Linked DNA regions of Mus musculus: regions 1 and 2 are each linked to region 3. Evidence: chromatin contacts called from public HiCAR-type and promoter capture Hi-C data. All regions are on one chromosome and are shown on one strand. Each heading gives the region's core, a stretch centred on a gene start, on an enhancer-like site or on the middle of the called end of the contact. The rest is flanking DNA. Distances are from core to core; before and after follow the strand shown. Region 1 overlaps Amdhd1 (amidohydrolase domain containing 1). Region 2 holds the start of Cdk17 (cyclin-dependent kinase 17). Region 3 holds the start of Slc25a3 (solute carrier family 25 (mitochondrial carrier, phosphate carrier), member 3).

Region 1 (4,387 bases), core at 1,303-3,802, 2.4 Mb after region 3:
CTAGTCTATCTGTCTTCTGTGTGGGGGTGTCGTAGCTCACTCACCCACCATTCCCTCTATTGCAGTCTGCCTTGAGTTGACACAGCACAAAGGGTTGGACAGGGGCTCCCCAGAGGTCGTACCATGCTGTTTGGAACTTAACCAGACACAACTGGGAGTTAAGTAAACTTCTTCACTCCGCAAGCAGCGTGACCTCCAGTATTGCAGCAGCAACACCCAATTCATGCAGGATCTTGACTTGATTTACACCGAACCCAACGCGCCTCGTAATCCGGCCCTGCCAGCCTGGATTTGATGATTGTTTGGCAACTAACATTGATTTGTGGCGTCACTAATTTGTATTAGCATTGCAAATTTCACTGAAATAGTTTACAAGTTTTCAAGGGGGTGTGGCTTTAGAAATACAAGTTTGCCTAAATAGTCATTCACTCTGCAGATAATTTTGTGATCCGTTCTTTGAACATTTCCAAAAACTCCCTAGACAAAACAACTGATCCATGTCCGGGGTTGTCAGGCAACAATGGTAATAACAGCAAATATTTATGGAGAACTATAAAACCCATGACTTTGTGATACGAAAAAAAAATTAACGTAAAGATTTCTGTTTTAACACAACCTCATTGTCATTGACTAAAGCGTGTCTGTGGAGGAGAGTTTCCATATCTGTGCAAGATATCAGGTCTTGAACTCTGTGGTAAAGCTTTATTACAAGGGCTGATACGATGTTAAAAATGGGAGGCCATCTCTGCCCCCCACGTTTGTCCCCAGACAAACCGTGGGGAGCAAAGACTCTGCCTGCTTCTTAGGAAATGGTACCCTTGGTCTCACTGGGGCATAACATTTGCAGAAACAAAACAGATCTCTCAAGCCAAGGTTGTTTCTCCCACAAGGGAATTTCTGAGCTATCTGAAATTCATCTCATATATTCAATTCACATTCATAGCATATTCATCTCAGAATGTCTGCAGCCAGTCTTTGAAAAACAACTCTACATTTCATCCCAGGTTTACCTATTTACACTTCCAGATAGCCATACATGTTCACTTCAAACAGGTCCATCCCTTGGGGTTTCCGGTGAATAGTAAAACCCTGACATCTGGTTAGGCTTAAGTGACACCGTTCTGTAAGCCACGGAAGGGCTTTAACTTACATGGCGTTATTTGATACAAAGCATCAAATCTTTCCTTGAAGAGCTGTCATTTTTTAAAAAATATTTTTTATCTTATTACATTGATTTATGTGGAGGTGAGGAGGGGTCTGGTACATAGCAGGTGAGTACGTGGAGGTCAGAGGGTAACTCTTAGACATTCTCTCCTCCCACCCTCATGAGCTCCAGGATCGAACTCAGGGTTTGGTGACAAGAGACTTATCGCACTGAGGCATCTTATTGGTTCAAAGATATCACTTCTTGTAGATGACTTTTCCTTTAGTTATAACATAATCAATTAATTCATGATGGCCTCCAAACTGGTAAATCAAATGTTCCCATCTAGAAAGAAAGAAAGTAGGAAATCGTTGCTTCAGTGCACATAAATCAAAAGCATCACCGTGTCAGTTAATACGAATTTAAAGGTGGTGACGCACGCCTGTAATCCCAGCACTCGGGAGGCAGAGGCAGGCGGATTTCTGAGTTCGAGGCCAGCCTGGTCTACAGAGTGAGTTCCAGGACAGCCAGGGCTACACAGAGAAACTCTGTCTCAAAAAACAAAAACAAAACAAAACAAAACAAAAAACCCAAACAAACAAACAAACAAAAAACCTAACTTAAAGTGAATTCAGTGTGCGTGTGTGTGTGTGTGTGTGTGTGTGTGTGTGTGTGTGTGTGTGTGTGTGTGTGTATACATACATATGAGTGGTGTATGCCTGCTCACTTGTGTAAGTGCACACGGAAGTCAGTCCTCCACATTGGTGTCTTCCTGATTACTATCCACCTTATTTTTTTGAGGCAGCTCTGTAACTGAACCTGGAGTCCCTCTATTTCACTAGACTGGCTGGTCAGCAAACCCTAGGCATTCCCCTGTCTCTGTTTCCCCAGTGCTCAGAGCACGGGCCCATCCTGCTAAGCCTGGCTTTTTACGTGGGCACTGATGCTCAACTTCGGGTCCCCTTGTTTGTGCAGCAAGTGTTCTATGAGCTGAGCCAGTTCTCCAGTCCCTGAACCTTTAAAACCCCATTCATGAGTAGTACATGCACATTATCTTTGATGGATGGAGGAGATGCTTCGAGAAGGACTGAAATGAAGGAGCTGGTCTCCGCTGTTGAACGTGGGGTCCAGTGGCTATTATGGGCTTATGAGGGTCAAAGGGATAGAACATCTCCAACATTTAGATTTAGACACTAGGCCCAAGCTTGTGGCACTGGAGGCCCAAGTTATAGCAGACCACAAGTGAGTATTAAGAACTCAGGAATAGGAGAGCTGAATAGAGGCTTTGAGAGTCCTTTGATTCCATGAGTCAGAGAACGAATAAATCAGAGCCAGGTGATAAACAGGGCTGTAAACAAGCAAGAGGTCAGGAGGCAAGCATGAAAGCAAACACACAGGCTCAGGGACAAGTCCCAAGTCCAGGAAAACAGCAGGAATTGGAGGCCCAGGAAAAAGGCAAGGCAGAGAAAGGGATTTGGAGACTGGCTTTACTACAAAGATGAGGATATCAAGGGAGACCTTCTGGTTGGAAAGGGGTAAAGATAGAGGGGGTCCAGTGGTGTGGAGTCTACACAGAGCCTGATACTTACTAAGTACAAGTAGGAAGACATCTACAACTTGTCTACATGGGCATCGAATAAGACAGCTAATCGTTGCTATGGTTACCAGTCGCTGGGGAGGACACGCACCTGGATGCATTGATGATGATGGCGTCCCCCTGCTTGCCAACTTCCAAAGATCCGTGGGTGTGAGATTTTCCCAGCGCATAAGCCGCGTTGATGGTGGCAGCGGCCAAGGCCTCCGGCATGGACATTCTCATGTTCACACAGGCCAGGTGCATGACCATCGGCTAAGGCAAGGAGAGACAGCACTGGAGAGCAGCAGAGTAGCAGCAACTGCTATCTAGGAAGCCTCTCCACACAGCACAAGCAGGACAATTGAATGCGTGTCTGGAAGGAATGGCTCAGGGATAATCTGGGCTCAGATGTAAAAGGCCCCAGATTTTACTCTACTCCCCACCCCCCAAAAACGATGTATGGGCTAGAGAGATGGCTTTTCAGTTAAGAGCACTGACTGCTCTTCCGAAGGTCTTAAGTTCAAATCCCAGCAACCACATGGTGGCTCACAACCATCCGTAATGAGATCTGATGCCCTCTTCTGGGGTGTCTGAAGATAGCTACTGTGTACTTACATATAATAAATAAATAAATCTTTTAAAAAATATATAATATATACAATATATTATAAACATACCATAAAATGTTTATTATATGCAATATATTATATATTATATTACATATTATATTGTGTGCATGTGTATTTATAGATATTTATAATATATTACTTATACATATGTAATATATTACATATATTTTATTACATTATATACTACACACATATCTGTAATAAATATATATGTGTATTGCCAAGTTGTTATTGGAAAATGCAATTTACACATAAGATTCTTAAACTTTGGGGGAAATTCCTTTATTATTTAATAATACTGTGTGTTTAATATTTACTTAAATAATATTATACAGTTTTTTAAGACCCTATGCTATGTGAGAAGCTTATCTCCATCCTTACTCACTAAAGTCTCACTGAGTTTCTGCTATGCCCCAGAGAAGGAAAATGGTTTATCACAAACCCTTAAGTCTCAAAAAATAGAGATTTATCTCTTCATAACTGGATGAATTTGTGTGTGCAGAAAAATTCAATTATACCACCAACTAAACCCTTTCCCTCTTTCTTCTCAAGGAAATATTTTTATATTTTAAAATACATTTTCACACCGGGCGGTGGTGGCACATGTCTTTAATCCCAGCACTCGGGAGGCAGAGGCAGGCAGATTTCTGAATCCGAGGCCAGCCTGGTCTACAGAGTGAGTTCCAGGATAGCCAGGGCTACACAAAGAAACCCTGTCTCAAAACAAACAAACAAACAAACAAAAAAGATTCACAACTGATGAAAAAGTTAAACATTTATATGCTCCATAGTTTCCACTCTGTTCAGAGAAATATCCAAAAGGTAATTACCATGGAAAAGCAGTACGCGTTGGGGTTGAAATCGCTGCCCAGAGCAACTATGACACCCTCGTCTAACATCTTCCTGGCTCGAGGCTGCTTCAGCCTAAGGGGAGGGGAAGAAAGGTGTCATTCTCCAGGTGGGACTTTTTCAGAATTGATGCAGGGATGGCGGGAGCGTTCATGTTCTAAAAGAGAAGAGAAAGCTCCAGGTGGAGTG
Region 2 (4,709 bases), core at 111-2,610, 2.0 Mb after region 3:
GTAGAGGATAATTATTGTTAACCTATAGTTCTGGTAATTTTGGAGACACAGGAGAACTCCGGTTGATATATATGAACCTTATGAGCTGTAGAAAACACATCCAGCTGTGTCCGACAAAGTTCTAGACAGAAGGGCAGGAAGTATCTTCAAGGAAAGGCGCATCAATCAGAAAAGATACGATTCAGAAGTCCTTAGTAGATAATGAGATTTAAAATATATCGTGCACTTCCTGGTGATAAGAACAGAAAAACAAAACATAACAACAACAACAACAAAAAACCCCAACCTTCACCCTACTGGCCTTTTATACCGTTAACCTTTTCTTGGTTAGGGTGTCCACATCCGGACCCTACTGTCTTCTTTCAGTTCTCTCAGTATTTTCCTCTGCCACTTAAGTCTGCTTTTACTTTAAGCTTCTATCCCTACTTGTGGAAAGAAATGGGCCAGGATCACTTTAGTTTGTCTACACATTCAGTTGTTCCTAACTGGGGAAGAAGAAAGTAAAAAGATTTACAGAAACTGGGCCAACCTCTTTGGCCTGCCTCCTTCAAGCAACAGAATCTAACTCACTGCAACAGTATCTCTTTCTGGGTCCTATAACTTAGCATTGACTCTTTCACAACACAGTTTTATTGTAACCATTTTAGTTCCCCCCTCCACCCTCCCCCCCCAGCCTAGAGCCAACAGTGTAATAACATTTAAAAACACTGTGGTTGAAATCAAAGCTTTGTGCGTGGGTGATTACTGCACTGGCCACGCATATCCAGTCACAGAACAGAAGAAAATTGCAGCAATCGACCGAGGTATTTCTTTGTGGGTCATCTGAAGCACTGTACTGAGGCAGGCATCCTGTGTACAGTAGCGCCTGGAATACTTCAAGCAGAGTTTTATTGTTGCGAGGGGACAGTGAGGGGCTGATTTGTGGCGATCGGTTCCTCACCAATCGCGATGGTCAGACACTGTTCAGCGTTCTGTCCACGGACAGGGTCTCCCTTGCTCTCCAGCCGCGTTTGAAGCCACGCTTGAAGTTTCCTGGGAATACCCCCCAGCCCCGCCCAGACCACGCCCCAGTCATAAGCCCCACCCCCAGGCAAGGCTCCGCCCCGCATGCCGCCGTCGCCGCCACCGCCGGCAGGGGTCGCGCTGCCCCAGGCGAGCCGTGCAGGCGGGGGTGGGGAAGCTCCCGCAGCCGGTCGCTTTTCTCCGCCGCCGCTGGTTGGATCGTTTCAATAAAAGTCTTTTTTTTTTTTTTTTCCTTTTTTCTTTTCTTTTTTTTTTTCTAACCCCCGCTCTCGCTCGCTCCGGGGAACAGGCGGAGGCGTCAAGCCGCAGCCTCCGAGCGAGAGAAAGCAACGCGCACTCAGACGAACGAGAGCGGCGGCTGCGGTCTACCCAGCGCCCGGCAGTCCGGCAGCCCGCGCCCCGCCGCCTCGCTCCGCCCCGGCTCGGTGGCCGGGAGTACTGGGCCGTCCGCGAGGCTCCGCGGCCCGGGAGCCATGTTGAGCGGGGGGCTCTGCCACGCGTGAGGCGGCCGGCGGCCCTCGCGGAGCGGAAGGCGCGAGGTTGGGGGGTGGGGGGAGGCCTGAGCCTGAGGCGCCTCGGCGCGTCCGCCACCACCGGACCTGCATCCGCTCGCTCGCTCTGCGCGCCCGCCGGTCCGGAGCCCGCGGTCCCCGCACTTGCTGGTGAGTTGGCAGCGGGGCTGGGCAGGGATCGTGACGCCTGTCAGCGGGCGGCTCGAGTGGGGATCTTGTCGGTCGCATGTCCACGCGCGGCGTGGGCTGCGGGAGTGCGGAGCTGGTTGGGGGACCTGGGGGGAGGGGCTCCATGCGCCGCCGCTGAGAGTTCGCAGCCGATCGAGGCTTCCTGGGGAGGCTGCTGGCCCCGTGGGGCGCCGGGAGGGGAAGAGGCGGAAAGTCCCCCCGAGACACAAAGGTCCCCGGGGCCGGGGTGGAGGCGCGGGCGCGGGGCGGCGGGAGTGGGCGAGGACGCGGCGCTGCGGGCTCCTTGGAGACGCGGGAGGCTGCGCGCGGGTGGGTGGGCAGCTCCGCGGGGGAGGAGCCCTCTCGTGGGGGAGCGGGTCGACACAAAGCTCCGGGCAGCCCTCTTGCTGGCGGGTCACACCCCTGAGTGTCGCTCCAACCGGAGGCGGAGGGACTGTGGGAAACCCAGAGAACCCGGGAAGAGGGGGTTGTGTGTGTGTGTGTTCCACCGTTGTCTTAGCCGCAGTTGCTTTTCTCGGTGTTTTTGTCCGGTTGCTTCTGCTCCCCATCTCAGCTGGGTGGCCCCAGTTTTCTTCCCCACATCACCCCCACGCTGCCACCTCGCCGTCCCCTGTGGTTCCCCACTCATTCTCTCCCCTACTTTTCACCCACTCCTTCTGGGGTAAGCGGTATTTTGCCTTCAGCTAGGGGAACGTTTGCTAATGACAGGATGCCTGACTTGGTCTGACCCTGAACTGCCTTGAACTCTTCTCTTTTTTTTTTTTTTCCTCCCACCCTTTCCTTTCTGGGATCTTCTGTGTCACATGGCCATTAACAATTAGCTTTTCTTCTTCAAAAATGGCAAAAGCCTTTAGCTGAAATCCGTGGCGCCTTTCCCTTATGTTAATGTGGCCATCGAAGACGACGCATCAGTGGCCCTGTTTTATCGCCTCCTGAGCCAAATTGATTCTCTAGACACAAGTCACAAATTTTGTTTTGCGTCTTGGCCATTCCTTGGGCCAGCAAAGTGTATTTCTGGTAGCAGAGCTTCTGTCACGTCACAGGCAATGCTTGACTAAGGGAGACAGCTCTTGCCTCCCAACTTTGCTGTTTGTTTTTTCCTAATCCTTTGTTGGGTTTCTTTTTAACTGCATTTGTGCAAGACTATCAAAGTAATGGATTTGAGTGACTTGGAAATTGACGTTGTTAACCACGGAACAGAAGACGACCTCTGATCAGTTGAATTGACCTAAACCTTTGAATCAAGAAACATGTGTAAACTAAATTTAAGGAGGAAAAAAAAATTGCTAGTGGGAATGTTAATTGGTTTTATTTTGTTCTCTTGTGAACACCAGGAATTGGCTTATGTATTAAATGTGGTGTCACCTGGTTAATGAAGTCATTTCAGTTTTTTTTTTTTGTTCTTTTAACATCTGCATAATTCCATAAACAGCGGGTTTAAACAAAAGAAAACAATATGACTAAGGACGTCTTTCATTTTAATTTTTATTTCTAATGTTGTGAGTGAACACAGGAATGTGAAGAGCGCTGTTCTTTTATCTGGCGAGCCATCTCCTAGGCCAGAAGCATTAACTCTTTGAATGCTGCTCGTCAAAGATCTGTTGCAGAGCCTTTGAATTGAAGCTGCTTTAAAATTCCAATGCAAGGGCTGGTGCGATGGCTCAGTGGGTAGGAGCGCCCGACTGCTCTTCCAAAGGTCCAGAGTTCAAATCCCAGCAACCACATGGTGGCTCACAACCATCCGTAACAAGATCTGACTCCCTCTTCCGGTGTGTCTGAAGACAGCTACAGTGTACTTGCATATAATAAATAAATAAATCTTTACAAAAAAAAAAAAAATTCCAATGCAAGTGCCAGCAAGATGGCTCAGTTGGTACGGGTGCCCGTCTCAGGGCCTGAGTTCAATCCTGGGAACACATGCAAAGACGGAGGCAAGAACAGCACAACGTTGTCCTCTGATTTCCACATGCATACACCACACACATCACGAACATCATCACCACCACCACCAACAACAATTGATTCATAATAAATAATAACAACAATAATATGTATTTTAAAGTTCTTATGCAAACATAGGAGTTTCAACTATTTTTACAGTGGAAATAAGAATGCTAATGAAAATATGAATAAGAAGAAAGTCAAAGTAAGATCCATTTATTGTAGGTGCAGTAATGTTAGTGCTGCTGTAAAGATATTCATATCCTACAATGTGCTGTCCTTATTGACACTAAAATTTTAGATATTTCAGCTAGGGATTAGTCTGCATTTTCAACTTCCTCTTTCCCAGTCAATGTTTTAGAGACTTTTGTGAAATTACAGGTCACTTTATAGTAATTGATGCTTAATAAATGTATCAAAACTGTGAATATTTTTTCTCCACACTTATTAGTACCTACTTAGATAATAAAAATTTGTGTCACTTCAAGAAAGTGTATGCCCAATAAGTGTTTCTGGATTGTGGGTCGTTTATTTTTTACCTCTATTTTTCTAAATTTTCATATTACTTTTGCAGTCAGAAAAAAAATGTAGAATTAGAGTCTTGTTAATATCGTAGTTTTTGCATTCCTAAAATAGGGTTTTGTCAAATATGTAGTTTATTCCCTTTTTTGGGTTCAGGCCCAAGGAAGTAACTTTTAGTGTTAACTGTATGACACAGTGTAATCTGTCCTGTACGAGTTGGTTATCAAAAGAGCAGAAGAGATATGTGCACAGTAAGGAAAGATGAAATTGGAGGCCTTAATTCAGAGTGTGGTAGCATTAATGATGCTAATGGCTTCAATTGGTTCTACAAAAACTAGAAGACAGAAAATCGTGTCCTGTTCTGTAGCTTACACCTGTGGTGACTACAAGCCCTGTTGACTACAGGGATTTTAAGGTATGTTTTGATACATTTAGTTTTCAGATATTGTGTGGTCCTGCAATTGTGATGGGAAGGCGTGGGGTATAAGATTATTTGCTTGGCTCTGGCAAGGCTTGTTCTCA
Region 3 (4,932 bases), core at 1,424-3,923:
CAGTAGCTGCTCTTCTAGAGGTTCTGGGTTCGATTCCCAGCACCCACATAATGGCTCACAATCATCTATAACTCGGTTTCTAGTGAAGCAGATGCCCTCTTCTTTGGACACTAGGCATGTGATGCACAAACATACATGCAGGCAAAGCACCCTTACACATGAAGTAGAAATCTTTTGAAAACTAAACAAAGCTAGAAATGTAGCTCAGTGGTAGAGGGCACTCCTAGCACACATACTAAGACCTTGATTCCAGCATAATTCCTATGTAACAATAATAAGAAATGAGACCATCGATTTGAGAGAGTGGGAGGTGGAGGTATGGGAGGGGTTGTTGGGAGCAAAGGGATAAGAAGTAATATAATTGTACTTTAGTTTAAAACAACTTTGCATTAGTAAGGTAAATCACATACACAAGACACAGCGGGTCAGTATCAGACACTTGCCTGTCAAACCTGTCAACCTGAGTGCTATGCTTGGGTTCCCTATGGTTTAAGTAAAGAACTCCCAAAAGTGGTCTATTTATTTCCACACCTACCCACCCACATAACATATATAACTTACATAATCAAAATGTTATCATAGCAAATAATAAAATATAAATAAAACCACTCATGCCAACAATACAAACCTGCATGCGGCACTTTACTAAGTCCAGGGGAACAACAGCAGTGTGTGTCAGCCCACAACTTAAGACCCCACCAAAGCCACACAGTGCATAATACTTCATGGAGCCAAATTCACAACTGTACTCTGTAATAAGACAAGACACACCGTGCATTTTAATATGGACTCGTATTAGTGTGCATCAACTTACCTCCTGGGCAATTAGGTTTCCACACAGCTTGTTAGTAGCAGTCTATATCTTACAACTCACGTTTCAACAGAACGTTTTAGTCCAGCATGCAACACAAACCTGCATTCTGCATTTAATGAGATCTAGAGGAACCAATGCTGTATGTGTTGTGCCACAGCTAATAATTCCTCCGAGGCCACAGAGGAGAAAGAATCTGCCAGATCCATATTCACAGCTATACTGCTCTGTTTGATTGAAGAAAAAAGATCAATTATTTCTTCAGAGACTAAGGAAGTCGAGGGGAAGGAAAAAAAAAAACTATTTCCTTTTGGTATAGTACTATCACTAGTATGCAGCTTTAGCCACCAGCCACAACTAGGTAGAAAGATGAGTTCTCATATAATGTAAATGACATGAAAGTCACTGTCAAATCAGATCACTAAAATTATTAGTATCTGTGAGATACTATTTTCTAAAACTTCCTGCATTGGTAATTTCAACTAAAGGCAGTTACTAAGAGCACCCTCCAAGGACAGCCCAAAATCAAAAAGAGCACTTAACATGTGCAAAGCTTGCTAACTTTAACGTTTGCTCCAGCTATTAACCAACTACTCACTTATGAACTAAGTAAGTCATACCTAGTTCCTGCAGTCAAAAACATACAAAGATTTGCTTTAGCTTTTGAAATCAGAGGAAAACGATAGGAGATAGTGAAAAGGAGTTTTCTAATCACGTTTAAGACGCATGAAGCACATGAATGACTGGGGTGTGGGTGGGGACTTCTGTTTTACACACACAATGTAGGTAACGTTTCTCTTGAGGCCTATAATTCAGCTTTCGGGTTTCTCTTGTACTTATGTTCCACTAGGATTTAAAACATACAGTTATTGAGTCACCCAGCTCAAATCCCAAAAACATAAACTCAAAGGAATGCACACCTCATATAATCTGCAAGTCACCTCCTTCACCAACCAGTAGCACAAAAGGAAGAGATTCCCAACCCCATTACCTCATATACAATTAAATGAAAAGATAAAACTTGGGAAAGGAGATCAAAGGAGAGTTTTCCAGGTAATTTTTAAAAAGGCAAGTCAAATAAACGTTATGGAGTTGCAACTGTGTCTGGCTAGTGGTTAAAAAGAGATTTTACCCAGTATACTTGGCTGACCAAGCGGGCTCACGGGGGAAGATAAAGAAGTTGGTTACCACCTCTCTGCCTCTACTCCCTTCGGGACACGGAGGTCACTGAGTGGCGCTGGGCCTGGGCCCTTCCACGCCCTTGAGGGAGGGCCAAGGATCCGACAGCGGCCTAGGGTGTCAGAGTTGCCATCCCAGGGTCAGCGAGAGACCGGTCCTCGGGTCCAGGGCTGAAGCGTCCTTCCCCGACCTCCAGTTCCTGCCCAGGACTCGGGAGGCAGAGCAGGGGGGCAGCATGTAACCAGCGCTCCCACAGGGCAGGGTGCGACCTCACCTTCCACGGCGGCGGCGGCCAGGTGGCGGGAACGCCGGGGCGGAGCTGGGGGACTGCGGGGACCCGACAGGCCATCGTGCACCAGCTGCAGGTGTGGCGCGTTGAAGGGGTTCGCCCGCGCCAGGTGCGCTACGGACGAGAACATCCTCCTGCGGGGGAGACAGAGGGCGGAGGTGAGAGAGACCCGGCGCCGGGCAATGTCACCGGAGCCCCGCGAGACATGCCCGGCTCTGCGCCCTTGAGGAGGTCACAGCTTCTTCCCCAGGGACGCCAAGCCCGGCCGGGCCCACGGCCAAGGCGGCGGCCACAAGGGACTCAAGGCTCCGCGCCGCGGCGAGGCCCGGTCGCGCTCACTTGCCTAAGATGGCGAACACCCAACCGCTCGCTGGGCAAGGTTGCGGCTCACAGAGGCCGAATGTCCTCCCGGCCCGAAGATCCGTGCCCTTCGCGCGGCGTCACCGTGACGCACGCAGAGCGTCACTGCGCCACGCGCCTCTCATTTGCGGAGAGGAGCGCAGAACCTGGACGTCATCGCGTCCTCCTAGCAACCCTATCCCCGCCCACGTCCAACCCCAGCCCTTCCGGCCCTGCTAGTGCGCAGGAGGATTCCTACTGCGCAGGCGCAGATCCAAAGCGCCCTCCTCCCCCACTCCCCTTTTTTTTTTAAAGTGTAGTCTTGGCCTTGGACGGGCAGGTGACCTACTCACTCTGTCCCTTCACCTTCCGGTGTTTTCTCCTTGGCGCCAGGAATTTTTACATGTCTTTAAGTGATTGCGGGCATAAACTTTTAAAGACATGAATGCTTAAGTGATACGTTATTCAGGTATGGAAGCTAGGATATCACTACAAGATCTTTGATCGGAATTCCTGCCATCATCGGACTTTTCAGAAAAAAATTCCATCACACTGACTTTTGACATAGGCATGTCTAAATTTTCCACCAAGTTCTGGTGGAAAGGATATACAGGAAGAACTCATACAATACATAAAACTGCTTCTGCCTCACAGAATGTCCATGGCCCCTGAGAACAGTCAGTCAAGGCTTCGTTCCTGGAGGCACAGGCATGCGCTGACATGAAAGTAACCGATGAACTGTGTGCGTGTAAGACAGGACTGTGTGTACTTCAGACATTTACAAGATCATCATCACTCTGATGTCAACAAGCGGGGGCCAAGTTCCACGAGGGAGAGTTTAGAAGCAATCAAACCTGTTGTAATTCTTGCGTTTAACATTTTCCTGGGACGTTTATCTCATCTTTATTAAGCCTTTTTATCTAACCCAAGACACCACTAGAGCTGGCTCCTGTATTGACTATTGTAGTTATACTAAGTCTACCTCTGCAGTCAGTGCTCTGCTGTGTCCTTTAAAAATTCTTAACATTTACAAACAAAAGACATTTTCATTCATTTTGCCCTAGGTCCTTCAAATTATGTAATTGGTCCTGGATAGAAGAAATACTTTTAGAGTTTATGAAACATCAAGAAGATGTAAAAAAAAAAAAAATGTTTACAAAACATCTTTCAGAGGTCTGGTACTTGATTCCTAGTACCCACCTTGATTCTAGCTCCAGGGGATCTGACACCATCTTCTGGCCTCTATAGGCACCTGCACTCATGCACACACACACACACACACACAGACCACCACCACCACCACCACCACCACCACCACCATTTTTTAAAAAACCTTTAAAGATGAAATTTATAAAACATTTTTCATAAAAAACTGAAGAGGTTTAAATTAGCCATATTTCTGCTGCTATGATAAAACATCATTTTGGCTTACACCTCCAGAGGGATAAGAGTCCATCATGGTGGGGAGGCATGACAGCAAACAGCAGACATGCCAGTAGGCCCCCAGGTACATAATGCTTCCAGCAATGCCACAAACCTCCCCCAAAGGGCTCTACCAAGGGACCTAGTACCAGGGACTAACTACAGGGGCATTTCTCATTCAAACCATCTCAGGGCTAGAGACATAGCCTGGTGATACAAGGGGCAGTGAGTTCAATTCCCAGCACCAAAATAGGAAAAGGATGTGAGCATTGAGATAACTCAGAGAAAGGTGCCTGTACCAAGTCTACGAAGCCAAACTGCATTCCCCAGGCCCATAGAATCCCAAAAGTCATTGTCTGATCTCTATGTGTCTGCCATGGTTCACATACACCTACCACACACACACAAAATAAATTTCTAAAATACGTTTTTAAAATACTATCTAGGCAAAATATTAAAACTCTCATTTCTCAAAGTATTATTTATTATTATTGTGTTTGTGCGTACACACACGTACACACACACACACACACACACACACACACGTGTACATATAGAGGTTAAGAAACAGCTTCCAGGGCTGGTGAGATGGCTCAGTGGGTAAGAGCACCTGACTGCTCTTCCAAAGGTCCAGAGTTCAAATCCCAGCAACCACATGGTGGCTCACAACCATCCTTAACGAGATCTGACTCCCTCTTCTGGAGTGTCTGAAGACAGCTACAATGTACTTACATATAATAAATAAATCTTTAAAAAAAAAAAAAAAAAGAAACAGCTTCCAGTTGAATTTCTCCCTCTACCATATGGATCCTGGGGATAAAACTTCGGCATGTACTGCTTGGTGGCAAATACCTTCACTTGCTGAGTCATTTTAACAACCTCCTAAACTTCT

Evidence for each region. Promoter capture Hi-C pulls out the DNA fragments that hold promoters and counts their contacts. HiCAR-type assays count read pairs that join an accessible place to other places.
Region 1: a contact with region 3 is called in a promoter capture Hi-C map of liver, with 4 times the contacts expected there. The contact joins the enhancer-like site here to the promoter of Slc25a3 in region 3. A contact is called at or near these places in 5 of 39 promoter capture datasets (cranial neural crest, hippocampal neurons, liver and 1 more), 1 of 115 datasets of contacts at active chromatin or transcription factors (thymic regulatory T cells) and 1 of 9 other capture datasets (liver).
Region 2: a contact with region 3 is called in a HiCAR-type map of astrocytes, with 8 times the contacts expected there. The contact joins the promoter of Cdk17 here to the promoter of Slc25a3 in region 3. A contact is called at or near these places in 6 of 39 promoter capture datasets (the 3T3-L1 cell line, hippocampal neurons, liver and 3 more), 1 of 484 Hi-C or Micro-C datasets (cardiomyocytes), 7 of 115 datasets of contacts at active chromatin or transcription factors (the NIH/3T3 cell line, astrocytes, embryonic stem cells and 3 more) and 2 of 9 other capture datasets (adipose tissue and embryonic stem cells).

What each region holds. Positions count from the first base shown.
Region 1 is chr10:93,523,014-93,527,400 of GRCm38.p6, forward strand. Amdhd1 (amidohydrolase domain containing 1) reads right to left here. Exons shown (of 9, transcript NM_027908.1): 7 at 4,180-4,273; 8 at 2,833-2,993; 9 at 325-1,489. The coding sequence ends at 1,402. Among named protein-coding and RNA genes, the nearest start is that of Amdhd1, 15 kb to the right of the region's middle. Within about 2 kb of position 2,553, at least 5 of the 459 cell types and tissues checked have an H3K27ac peak or open chromatin away from gene starts, as enhancers often do. A contact at or near this core is called in liver, where this site is marked.
Region 2 is chr10:93,159,516-93,164,224 of GRCm38.p6, forward strand. It overlaps Cdk17 (cyclin-dependent kinase 17), which reads left to right and starts at 1,361. Exons shown (of 17, transcript NM_146239.2): 1 at 1,361-1,685. It overlaps Mir1931 (microRNA 1931), which reads left to right and starts at 3,270; the gene lies at 3,270-3,388.
Region 3 is chr10:91,121,294-91,126,225 of GRCm38.p6, forward strand. Slc25a3 (solute carrier family 25 (mitochondrial carrier, phosphate carrier), member 3) reads right to left here and starts at 2,674. Exons shown (of 8, transcript NM_133668.4): 1 at 2,623-2,674; 2 at 2,265-2,413; 3 at 629-750. The coding sequence starts at 2,409.